4 separate regions of the Mus musculus genome follow, and all the other regions are linked to region 1. The links are chromatin contacts, called in public HiCAR-type and HiChIP or PLAC-seq maps. All regions are on one chromosome and are shown on one strand. The core of a region is the stretch at or near the end of the contact, and the rest is flanking DNA. Distances in the headings are between cores, read along the strand shown. Region 1 holds the start of Coch (cochlin). Region 2 holds the start of G2e3 (G2/M-phase specific E3 ubiquitin ligase). Region 3 holds the start of Scfd1 (Sec1 family domain containing 1). Region 4 overlaps Ap4s1 (adaptor-related protein complex AP-4, sigma 1).

Region 1 (2,907 bases), core at 215-2,714:
CTATCAAGGATGGTTAGGTAGACTCCTGAGAAAATCACAATTCTCTCATGAAAGAGATCAAATCTTTCAAGCAGCCATGAAAAAGAAAAAGAAACACCGAGTACTTCCCAAATCACCGACCAAGCAATTTTGTCCCTTCTCAGAAGACAGCCAAGTGATAAAAGAAATGCCTGGTAAAACCACGGAGGCATTCTGTCAGCCCAGGCAAGGGCTGTTCAGCTGACGCACACTTCAGCATAGTCACACCTCCACATCATGCACTAGTGTAGGACTCCACGTACATAAATGTCCAAGTCTATAGGGAGAGGAAGTGGACTGCTGAGGTCATGTGGTGGAGAGGAAAGGGCGTGCCGGCTCTTCACCAGGAGGCATCATTTTGGATGTGATTGAATATTCTGAAATTGATCTACGGTGAGGATCATAAACTTTCTAGAAGTCACTGAATCCTGTCTTTTAAATGGATGGATTCTATGACATAAATTATAGCTGAATAAAGCTACATTTAAAACAGGTATTGTAACCAGGTGTGATTGGTCCATCCGTGGCACTGCGGAAGGCTGAGGCAGGATACAATGAATTCAAAGTCATCTTAGACTACCTTAAAACCATGGCTCAAAAAACCAAAATCAAAACAACAACAACAACAACAACAAAAACCTAAAGCAGGGGCTGTCCAGGTCTGAAATTCCTCTGCTACCTTGCAGGTCTGTCATGAACACGCCCTATGTGTTTTGTTCTTTCTCTATGCCCATCATGAAAAGTTGCTATAATTGAAATGCGGAGCACATACTACCACATCTAAAGTTCCATAGAATCACCAGATTTGAGACTAGAAACACAAACAAGGAATCTTTCCTAATCTGGAGAAAGAGGAAGAAAAAAAGAAATGTAACTATTGTCTGGAGGTTAGGAGCACTCTACAATGTACCTACTCTTTACAACAAATGACCCATCAGGGAAAACCGTTTTCCACCTGAAAATAAGTCCAGAGGCCGAGCCCCTAAGACAAGTTTTCCATAACATTTATCAAATGCTGCTTGGTTTTACTTTTAAAGTAGGCACTGTTCCCCACGGGGCGCGAAGCTGGGAAGTTTTGTTCTCAGAACCGGGTGGCTTGGCTGCTCTGCACCCTGCTGAGCCCCTCAATTCCCTCAAGGCGGCTCCTAAGACCGTCTCTGTCCAGTACCCTGCACGCCCTAAGTGTCCCTAGGCGTTTCCCCAAACGCGCTCCGACGCCTTTTCCCATCAAGTCCCCGGACACCACAGGCGACCTTCACGCCTCCCCAGAGAACCCCACACCGCAGGAAGAGGCGCCAGTCCGCTGGCCTCCCCCGGGGACCGTCGGGGGGGGGGGGCGAGGGAGGAGCTGGCCGGCCACCGCCCTACGGGGGCGGGAGGGGGAGGGCTGGGGACCGCTCCTAGCCCCTGCTGGCGCCCCCCGCACAGTGCTCATGCGCGCCGCCCGTCTTTATAGCGGCCACGGAGCCGCGCTTGCCGCACTCGGGTGTAGCCGGGCGGATCCCACGCAGGTGCGGGACCCGGGGAGGTGCATAGGGTCTGTGCCTCTGCCTGTGTGTCCTGGCGTACCCCACGCTGGTCCGAGGTGGCACAGCGCGTCTGGAGCTGCTCGAACTGCAGCGGTCGGGTTCTCCCGCCTTCGCCGGCTTCCGAGGAGCGCAGGGCCGTGCGGTCCCCGGCGAACCTCGTTCACGCCTCACTCTCCCGCAGGTCCACGGAGATCCTCGCCATGCCCTCGTCCAGGATCCCTGCTCTCTGCCTCGGTGGGTACACTCCCATCCCCTACCCCTCGCCCTCTCGCGCGGGCGGAGGCTGTAGCCACCTCGCTGTCCTCTCTCCGCAGGTGCGTGGCTGCTGCTGCTGCTGCTGCCCCGGTTCGCGCGCGCCGAGGGAGCGGGTGAGTTAGGTGCGGGAGGAGGGAGATGGGGAGGACAGGGTCAGTTCCCGCAGGCTAGGGACCTGCGTAGGGATGCGGGGCTGCAGAGGCGGAGACCCGCCCTCACCCATCTCCAGCGCAGCCCTCGGGCTTGCCTGTTTTTCCACGCCAGGGTCCCCGGGGTCCGTTTGTGCCTCCTTCCCGGGAGCACGCCACCTAGCCCCGGGACCATTCGTCCCGAGTTACTCCGTTGTTTTCCGGGCTGGGGACAACTGTTTGGTCCCAGCCCACAGAGGAGGGCTGCTCACATCCTGGTCCCACCTAATCCGATCACCTCGCTGTGCTGTGCGTTTGTGCTTGTAACCCCTTTGGAAAACAGCGTCGGCGGTTCCTATATCTATCTCCCTGGGAGCCTCAAAAGAGTTTGTTCCACGTGTAGAAGTCCGAGTGTGGTTCGGTGTCTTTTCTGCGATGTAAGAGAGTTTCGCTTCTAAAATCTTACGCTTGCTTTTCTTCAAAGTAGAAATGGTAAGTACCTTTTGCCCAACAAAGCAAGTGTTAGCAGCTCCGGACAATCTCGGTCCTGGATTCCAGAGTCGTTGTCGCCCCACTCCCACCTACCCCCACCCCCGTCGCTGAAAAGGGAAAAGATTTGGGTTATTTCATAGAGTTGCAAGGCTCCTATTTGAAGTTAGGATTTTAACCGAGCCTGAAGAATTGATATTGCACCTTGCGTCTTCCCTTTTCTTCCGTGGTCCAGGCAAGGATCCTTGGCAGAGGCAAATTACTCAACTTTTAAAACCATCCTTTCTTGCCTCGTGGGAGAGACTTTTTTTTTTTTTAAATTGGTCCGACTGACTGTAAGATTTAAGCATATTAGCAGTGCTTTCTTTTAAAAAAAAAAAGGGGGGGGGTGCTGCCTTCCATATTCCTTTGGACAGATCTGGAGGAGATACAATCAGATTCAAGTAGAGGACTAATTTCCTTGTGTCCTAGCCTTTGGGATTTGCGGC
Region 2 (2,907 bases), core at 217-2,716, 250 kb before region 1:
GAAGGGCAAAATATGTGGCTATATCATTCTCTTTTCCTGTTTGTTTTGCTTTTTCGAGACACGGTTTCTCTGTATAGCCCTGGCTGTACTGGAACTCACTCTGTAGACCAGGCTGGCCTCGAACTCAGAAATCCGCCTGCCTCTGCCTCCCAAGCGCTGGGATTAAAGGCATGTGCCACCACTGCCCTGCGACTACATCATTCTTAATTTTTGTTTTTATTTTATTTTATGTGTTCGGGTATTTTGCCTGCGTGTATGCACATCTTGTGTGCTCAGTACCTGAGGAGACCGGATTCCCTGAAACTCAAGTTCCAGGTTGTGAACCATCATGTGGGTGCTGTAATTGAATCCAGGACCAATGGAAACGCAGCCACTGCTCTTTGCTGCTGGTCCTTGTCTCCAGACCTTCAATTACTGTTGAACGAATGTAAACAACCTAGCCAACTAAGATACATTCACACATTCATTTACCCTGCCTGTTTCTGTATTTAGAATATATTCCATTCCTAACACAAATTTGGCAGTATCAAATAGTCTTAATCTGAATATTCAGCTGTTTATAACGTTAAAAAAAATTCCTCCCCCTTTTGCCCTCCCTATTTACCAATCACACTGCCAGATTTGATTAATTAGTACAGTTTGCTCTCCCATCCTGAAACTTTGTATTGCCACAGGCACACACATACATACTTCAAGAGAAGGGCATTACATAGTCCTTCTAAAGTTGGCTTCTTAGTATTTCAAAATCTTATCTTTGAACGCTTTCAGTATCAGCATACAAAATCCAATAGCTGAGGAGTCATACTTTATTGTTAAACATCATTTCCCACTGTTAAAAAACGTTACATCGGTTAAAAATTACAATCTACCTTCGTGTTAGGTATCTAGATTCTAGAAATCCAGCAAATCTTTCAAGTTGTGTTTTGAAAGGCGCTGAGGAAGCGCCGCTAGGATAAATCAAGTGCGAATCCGTTCTATCAGGTGTTAGTTGACCCGCTATTAATCCTAGCTCTAATGCTTACAGTTCTGATCTTTCAGATATCTGCCTAAAAGATCTAAATGCTTGTGGAAGTCTCTTAAACCCCCTCAAATGTAATCCTTTCAGAAACTCCAGACATCTCTGGGATTAAAATTTTCATTCTGGCCCTCGCTGAAGAAAACCGACCTCCCAGAGCCAAGCGAGGAACTTTTAGGACAATAGGGAAGTGTGATGCAAAAGAATTCCTTGCGGGAGAGGGCCGGGAGAATTCGCCTTCGCGCGCCTTCTCATTAGCATGGGCAAGCCTCCTCCCAGCGTGTGGCCTGTTGGGGGGTGACTGGTGCGCTCCGCACGCCTCCGCGGACGTGCAGGACCGGGAGTTGTTTTCCTGGCCGGGTCCGCGCAGCCACCCCTGCGCGCACGCCCGAACTTCATTCCCACCCCCACCCCGAAAGCCAAGGCGCAGACGCAGCCTCCCTGCGTCCACTTCCCCGGGGAGGGGCCGAGCAGCCGTGGGTTCCGGGTCGCAAACGGAAGTGGACGACGAATTTGAATTGTGCGAGCCGTTGGATGGGGCTGAGCGGGTTGGGCGTACGGCAGCGCTGCGGTCGACGTGAGCGGTAACGCGGCGAGCCTGGGACTTGTGCCCCGCGCCTGGTGAAGACGTGCCCGGGGACAGACGGAGGTGTCACGGGCGGCCGGGTAGGTGTGAGCGGTAGGGGGCTTCTCCACGCGCTGGACGTCCGCGCCCTGCCGCTGTCGAGCCCCGAGCTGCTCTTTATTAATTAAAGAGGGAAGGGGGGAGGGCTTCACGGAGGGGTGCCCGTTGTGGCTCCCAGTTGCTCTTGAGACCGGTCCCTCACCGCAGAGAAATGACAGCCTTGAAATGCCTCGAGGGGATTTAAGCTGAAATCCGAGTATCCTTTGTGTTTAAAACCGGGGTATTTTTCTTTCACACCTTGACACTTCTTGTGTACCGCAAAAATCCGAGCCCTATTGCTCATTTAAACTGGCTACAGTAGCAGCGGTGGCTCACAGATGTTAAGTTTGCTAACAATGGGGATAGGGTCTAGTGTCACCCCCAACCCCCACCCGTTCCGTCCCGTCCCCGCTTTTCACCCTCTTCATTCATTTGGTGATTGTTATTATCGAGTTATTTTAGAGGGACTCAGTGCCTCAGGAATTGAGTTTTCTTCGGGCGTTTTTGCTTGTTTGTTTTTTTGTTGTTTTTGTTGTTCATCTTTTATGATGAACTGGACTCTCACAAACCCCGACAAAAAGCCACACTTTTTTGAATAGCTGAGATGTACACGGTAAACATAAACTTTCTTTTGAAACAAGTTATATACTTTGCCTTATTAAAAACTGACAGGTTGCTTGTGTGTTTTGTAGAAAAAAGGTAACATCCTTTTAAGGTTTTACCAACTGGGTGACGGTGTCGTTAAAAATGCTTAAACATTTTAAAGTGGTACTTAGTAACATCCGAAGTAAGACCATTTCTTCATCCTCTTTCATGCCTGCTAATGAATGCTGTTTTCGATATTCAAGTAGGAAAAAAATTAAAAAGGAAGATCATTGAAAGTGTTTTCAATGAGTCTGCCACAAAGCTATTGGCTGGCCTTTCTCAAACAGTGCAGTCAGATCTGCTAGCTTCCTAAATGGTACCAGCAAGTAACCTGTTGTAGATTTTCTGTATCCTAATGTGCCTTTTGTTTGTTTGTTTGGTTGGTTGTGTTTTGTTGTTGTTTACCCACATCAGTAAATGTCACACTTCATTGTATGCATACTCCTTCCTATAAGGGCTCCCAAGCTGATGGCCTGTACTCAAACATCAGAGATTTTAACTTTCTAGAGGATGGACTTGGATAATGCCTTTTAACTGAAAAGTTAGACTAGTCTACCAGAGGTTTCAAAACATGGACTTCCTA
Region 3 (2,907 bases), core at 261-2,760, 220 kb before region 1:
TCTTTTAGTGCAGATGTGTTTCTTTTCCTTTTTATTAGTATGTAATTGTTTAAAACAGGCTGTCACGACACATGCATACATGTGTGTAATGAGCTTTGGTCATACTCCCCTTCTTGCCTCATACTGAACCCCTTCCCTATTTCCAGGATTGTCTTAAACAAGTAGTCCATTTACGAGGCTGATGTTATTAAAGTGGGTAAGATCCAAAATCTTTACTCTTCTTGTCTGAGAGCTCCTTGAACTCAAGAAACAAACTGTTTTTAGCAAATTTTCTAAGATAAAACTATCCCTTGATGTTCAATTATTTAAACCAAAAAATCTGGAGTTAAACAGCTACAATAAATCTAACTCTGAAGTCATGATTTTTATTCTTATAATCAACATTAATATCATTCTTGGTCGTAGCTTTGCAGGACTGTTCTATATAGTTACTCTTCTAATGAATATATATATCTTTATGTTTACTCCCCACATTACACCATTGGACAGAAACATGCACACTGTATAAATGTCTTAGTATTTTATGATAATGTGCCTTATAGTCTTGGAAGGAGTTAGTATGGAACTTAAATGGTCAAATGACAAATTTGTACTTAAAAGTGGGGATTCTCAGGTGAGTAAGATTAAACTCACTGGAAGGTGGGAAAGCCATTCTGCTCAAGAGTCCATGGACACCAGAATTGAGATACTTCCCCTAGGGCACAAACTGGTAGTTATAGATAACCTGTTGTAACTTTATAAAAATAGGTATCTACATCTGTCAAATGTGTTTTTATTGTAAAAAAAATGCAATCTTGATTTTAAAAAATAAGATAAATTATTTGTATAATTTTGAAAGCCAAATTTTTGAAAGTATGATTTCATTTCAGAATCTGACTGCCTGAGAATTAATCCATAATGCAGTGTCATCGGTGGGTTCATTGATTGGTAATAAGTTGTCATTGTATATATTTTTGACATTAATAAAATCTATTATGAAAATGGTCGATGTGAGATTTATTTCATAATCACAGGGCTCTAAATGTACCAAACCTGGCTGTGATCATCCGGATTCTGCTCACAATCATTTGTTTTTTTAATTTGCACTACTGAGAGGAAATTCTGCCATTTGGCTTTTCTGTGATTTTATACCCTAGCAGGCCAAAGCCCTTTCCTGAAGAAATCAAACGGAATAAATTACCACGCTTGTAGTTTCCCCCCCCCCTCCCCCCCCAGAGGAAAGAGGGAAGGGACACTACTGTTATGGAAATCAAGAAAACGCAATTTCTGGCGTCTCATTTGGCCTTGTAAATTTTTATGAGGATTTAAACTTGATGAGAAGTGCACTATCAATTAGATTGTAAGCGCTCCACCACGCCCATGCCCTGAGAAGCGGTTTAAGAGTAGCGACCTCGGGAGGTTCGCCCCGATTAGTTAGAAACGCTGCTGGGAAATCTGCAAACACCAATGTCTGTGAGGAAAGGCGAGGGCTGGGACCGGGGAGGCGGGCCGGCTGCCGCCATAGCCCGCCTCCTGGTTCTGCTTCCGGCGCGGGAGGTAGGGCCACGTCATCTTCGGGCTCCCAGTGCCAGCCGGGCAGTGGATGGTGGGAAGCAAGATGGCGGCCACGGCCAGCATTCGGGAGAGGCAAACAGGTACTCGGTATTTCCTTCTCTGCAGTGTGTGCCTCAGCAGCGGCCTGTCATCATCTCTGGGTTGTTCGTACAGCTCGGAGTTGAGCTTTGAGAGCTGCTCCGTTTTGAGGTTGTGGGGAAGAGATGCCTGTAAGCTTCACAGCCTTTACCACAGGCTGCTTGCTACAGTGCTAGCTACTTATTTTTTAATTGCCGAGTTTTAGAAGGCCATCAGGGCAAGGACCAGCAGCTGGTGTTTTCTTTCCTGTCTTGTCACTTAACGAGGTCTATAGGTTTGTGTTCGTATTTCAAGTCTCCCAGGTCGGTTTGGTTTTCACTTTCAGTTTTAGGGTTTTTTTTAAAAAAACCTGTTTTTGACACTTGAGCCATGATTACAAAATCTAAGTATTCTTTTCCGAGCACCTTACTTTATGCCATCATCTTTGGACCCTTTGGGAGAAGCTGATGGAAAATGCCAGGTGATAAAGCTGGAAGAGACTTCGGAATGTCAAATCAAATTAACAGCGTCCTCTTTCAGTTGTTCCACAGATAATAATCTTAAAATATAGAACAGTTGTATCTTAAGTAGAGCATATTTGTACACCCATTTATAAAGTAAAAATTTAAAGATACATATTTCTTCCCTTGGTTTTAGTTTAGTTTTTTTTTTTTTTTTACATGTGAGATACACCTGATTTTCCTTATTTTCAGTAAACTCTAGAAACTTAATGTATGTATATTGGCCCCAGAATAATTACCTATACGTATATCATATATAATGTGATATGTATAAATCAGAACTGACTTACATATACTACTTATCTAGTAACTCCCAAAGAGAATAGAAATCGTCCATAAGCGATAAAGAACTTTAATTCTCTTGAACCTATGCTTATTTGTATGAAAAACAATTGGTTACAAGCAATACAACATAGCAATAGAATTTGAACTGTGCCTGATTCCTTCCCTTGTGTTAAAAAAAAAAAAAGATAGATTTGAATGTAGCATACTTAACAGAAAACATACTGAGTTCTACATTTCTCAGTAGGTAATTTAGTAAAACGGTAAAGCATAACTTAAAATATGGTAAGCAAATATTATTTGAGAATGCTTGATAATTAATTTTATTTGCAAGCAAACAGAAGCCCAAGTTCTCTTAGAAGTTTGGGTATAATATCTTTTTCTTTGTTTGTTTGTTTGTTTGTTTGTTATTTTTTTCTTCCGAGACAGTGTTTCTCTGTGTAGCCATGGCTGTCCTGGAACCCACTCTGTAGACAAGGCTGGCCTCGAACTC
Region 4 (2,907 bases), core at 188-2,687, 140 kb after region 1:
TGAGAAATATTTACATTTCTCCTCAGCGCACACTACTGTTCTGCTTCCAGCTGAGACTTACAAAACCAGACAGATGGGATTTAAACAGGAATGTCCCAAACACGAGAAATCAATTCAGGAGTTCTGGCTTGTTGAAACCCTCACTCCAGTCCCCTTGGTGCAGTGGTGTCCACTGAGCAAACCGTCCCCCTGAGACTGAGCACCTCAGTCGCCCTATGTGGAATAAGCGCCTCACAGCATCCTCCCGAGTGCTGACTGTGACGCACCACCCCCAGCTCTTAGCTTTGCATGTGTTCTCTGACATCCAAGGTACCACTCCTTCTGCTACTATCTCTTCCAAAGCCCTCTCTCTGTCTCGTCCTACTCACGTTGTCCCTTGCGTCTTGGTTATGTTAGTCAAAAGTAGTAACAAGTTTCACGAAGCAGCAGGAGTTAGGGCTCGTCTCCCCCGGTGCTGAGCTGGGCGTGGTCCACTGGGTGAGCACTAGCCTAGCATTCCTAAGGCTCTGCGTCAACCCCAGGAAAGCAAGCTAGTAAGAAACACAGACAAACCCACAGCTTATATTCATACTTTAAATTTTTTTTTTTTTTTAGATTTGATGCATTTGGGTGTTTTGTTTGTATGTATTTCTGTGTGTCACATCTGTCCCTAACACCCAAAGGAGTTCAGAAGAGGGTTTCACATCTCCTGGCTCTAGAGTTACAGATGTTTGTGAACTGCTATGTGGTGTTCTTAACTGTTGAGCCATCTCTCCATCTCCCTAGAAGAAGTGATTTTGGTGTCTAGGCTGGGCTGTGCCTTGCAGTTGTTCTGAAATTCCATTTGACCTGTTTTGTTCCATTCTTTCACTTACTAAAGACGATTAACACACCATATTCTTATTTAACAATCCTGTAGGACTGAGTATGTGGGAAGGCAGAGGCAGAAGGGTCAGGAGGTCAAGGCCATCTCCAACTACCATAGCAAGCTCAAGGCAAGTGAGGCCACCTAAGATCCTAATCAGGAAAATAAAACATAGAAGAAGCCGATGTTTTAGGAGCAGGAGATCAGCTCTGTGTGTAGGTCACATCTAGTGTTCTGTTACAGTTTGCCTTCCTTAGAAATCCATGTTCTTGGGTTTCCATGTTGAGAAACCTGGGATTTAGTAAAGTTGTATGTGGTCTTCAGGGTCAGTCATGTTCAACCCAGGCTGAAGGAAGTTCTTTCCCTGGTTGCTTGAATTAATGGACCACAGTCCAGTTCATTCTTGCTTCCTCCTGTTCCAAATGCCAGAGCTGAACTATTTGCCTGTGTCTATTGCCTTGATATATAGGCTTGGCATATAGGATACATTTTTGGTCCCTGGCATATGGCCCAAACACTACTAATCTTGGCTCCACCAGTGTGTACAAGTTGCTCATAATCCAAATCAAGATATGAACAACAGCTGGATTCCTATTTTAAAGGAGGCATGTGACTGCAGGGAGCCGTCAGATGTCAGGCCTTTGCTTTGCATTGAGATCCGGTCTGGGTTTGCTCGTTAGGACTCCAGCCAGATAGCCAGGCAGTTGTGAGCTCACAAGACATGACCTCACTGGCTCACTCGTGTTTCCAGGAGGCTGGGAAAGACAGGCTCGCCACAGGACCTTGTCCTTGCAATGTGGGGGTGCCAGTGGCTGATATGCTTCAGCAATAAAGTCTGATTCGAGTTTCAGAACACTCCGCAGTTGTTCAAGGAGACATCCAAACAACGGCTGTTTGTTTTGCTGAAGATGTAGGAGTTTGATCAGTGAGACAATTTAAACAGATAAAATGGGATTTCCTGATACAGAGACCAGGAAAATAAGCCATTAAAGCCCACTGCTCTCCATGCCTACAGAGCCCAAGGGCCTGTTTCATTCAGCCACCCGAGCTGCTTACCTTCTTTTTATTTTTTGAGACAGGCTGCTGCTGTCTATCCCAGGCAGGCCTCTAGCTTGCTTTGAGGTGGAAAATGACCTTGAACTTGTGATCCTTCCTGTCCTCACCTCCCCAGAGTGGAGATTACAGGTGTGCATTCCTGCTCCTAGTTTAGAGGGCGCTGGGATCAAACCCAGGGTGTCACAAGCGCTAGCCAGGCAAGCACTGCCCACTGAGCTGCACCCAAGCCCAGCTTCAGCTCAATTTGCCTGACTGGGTTCCCATTTTGTAGCTTAGAAACTCTGGCCACTGGTTCTGATGAACAGAGCTGAACCTAACTTCATTCCAGTCCTACTTTGGCCTAGGACAAAGCAATCATCTATATAATTGGAAGATATTATTAATAGGTATATCAGAGCAAAGGTTTTTTTTTTTTTTTCTGGGTCACTTAGGGACAGTTCCCATCGGCTCCTGAAAAAGTTTATTCTGCTAGAGGGCTATTTGCACAGAACTTAATGAGATGTTAACAGAGTCTAATGGAAACTGAAGTCATTCACAGGCTGTCCCATTCTCTGTATTCAGACTTCACTGAACAAGTACAATAGAGACTTTGAATATCAGGAATTGAACAATGTCAGGCAATGATTTGTTTGGCAAATATTCACTAATTATAAACTCACTGGTGTTTCTAATCACCAATTTGTCCAATGAAGTTTTTCCTTTGAAGCAGTTGTTTCTTTTTTTTCAAACAGCTCTTTAAAAACAGAATCTCAGGTTTCAAATGTAAAATTAAGAAACATCCAACCATGGCAACCATCTTGCTCCATAATTAGATGCTCAGATGAAAGGATTCTCAGGGAGTCTAGTTTTCTAGTTCCTCACTGCCAGTGCCCTCTTCTTCCTCTAGCTTTCCCGGAAGAGCTTCACCAAGTTAAGGTTTCAGAATCTGAAAGAGATTCCACAGCCGGGCATGGTGGCGCACGCCTTAAATCCCAGCACTCGTGAGGCAGAGGCAGGCGGATTTCTGA

The links. HiCAR-type assays count read pairs that join an accessible place to other places. HiChIP or PLAC-seq counts read pairs in DNA pulled down with a chosen protein or histone mark.
Region 2: a HiCAR-type map of embryonic stem cells shows a contact between it and region 1, with 2.9 times the contacts expected there. The contact joins the promoter of G2e3 here to the promoter of Coch in region 1. A contact is called at or near these places in 4 of 39 promoter capture datasets (the C10 cell line, the HPC-7 cell line, cranial neural crest and 1 more), 1 of 484 Hi-C or Micro-C datasets (nephron progenitors), 5 of 115 datasets of contacts at active chromatin or transcription factors (embryonic stem cells and large pre-B cells) and 1 of 9 other capture datasets (adipose tissue).
Region 3: a contact with region 1 is called in an H3K4me3 HiChIP or PLAC-seq map of stem cell-derived neural progenitor cells, with 37 read pairs. The contact joins the promoter of Scfd1 here to the promoter of Coch in region 1. A contact is called at or near these places in 9 of 39 promoter capture datasets (the C10 cell line, the HPC-7 cell line, cranial neural crest and 5 more) and 3 of 115 datasets of contacts at active chromatin or transcription factors (embryonic basal ganglia, embryonic stem cells and stem cell-derived neural progenitor cells).
Region 4: an H3K4me3 HiChIP or PLAC-seq map of embryonic stem cells shows a contact between it and region 1, with 20 read pairs. The contact joins the enhancer-like site here to the promoter of Coch in region 1. A contact is called at or near these places in 6 of 39 promoter capture datasets (the C10 cell line, the HPC-7 cell line, embryonic stem cells and 3 more), 7 of 484 Hi-C or Micro-C datasets (the G1E-ER4 cell line, brown adipocytes, embryonic stem cells and 1 more), 5 of 115 datasets of contacts at active chromatin or transcription factors (all in embryonic stem cells) and 3 of 9 other capture datasets (embryonic stem cells, liver and pancreatic islet).

The regions. Positions count from the first base shown.
Region 1 is chr12:51,591,877-51,594,783 of GRCm38.p6, forward strand. It overlaps Coch (cochlin), which reads left to right and starts at 1,465. Exons shown (of 12, transcript NM_001198835.1): 1 at 1,465-1,529; 2 at 1,729-1,781; 3 at 1,862-1,915. The coding sequence starts at 1,748.
Region 2 is chr12:51,346,764-51,349,670 of GRCm38.p6, forward strand. It overlaps G2e3 (G2/M-phase specific E3 ubiquitin ligase), which reads left to right and starts at 1,467. Exons shown (of 15, transcript NM_001015099.2): 1 at 1,467-1,681.
Region 3 is chr12:51,376,003-51,378,909 of GRCm38.p6, forward strand. Scfd1 (Sec1 family domain containing 1) reads left to right here and starts at 1,511. Exons shown (of 25, transcript NM_029825.3): 1 at 1,511-1,634. The coding sequence starts at 1,583. It overlaps G2e3 (G2/M-phase specific E3 ubiquitin ligase), which reads left to right. Exons shown (of 15, transcript NM_001015099.2): 15 at 1-984.
Region 4 is chr12:51,734,549-51,737,455 of GRCm38.p6, forward strand. All of the region lies in intron 5 of Ap4s1 (adaptor-related protein complex AP-4, sigma 1), which reads left to right. Among named protein-coding and RNA genes, the nearest start is that of Strn3, 44 kb to the left of the region's middle. Within about 2 kb of position 1,438, at least 107 of the 459 cell types and tissues checked have an H3K27ac peak or open chromatin away from gene starts, as enhancers often do. A contact at or near this core is called in embryonic stem cells, where this site is marked.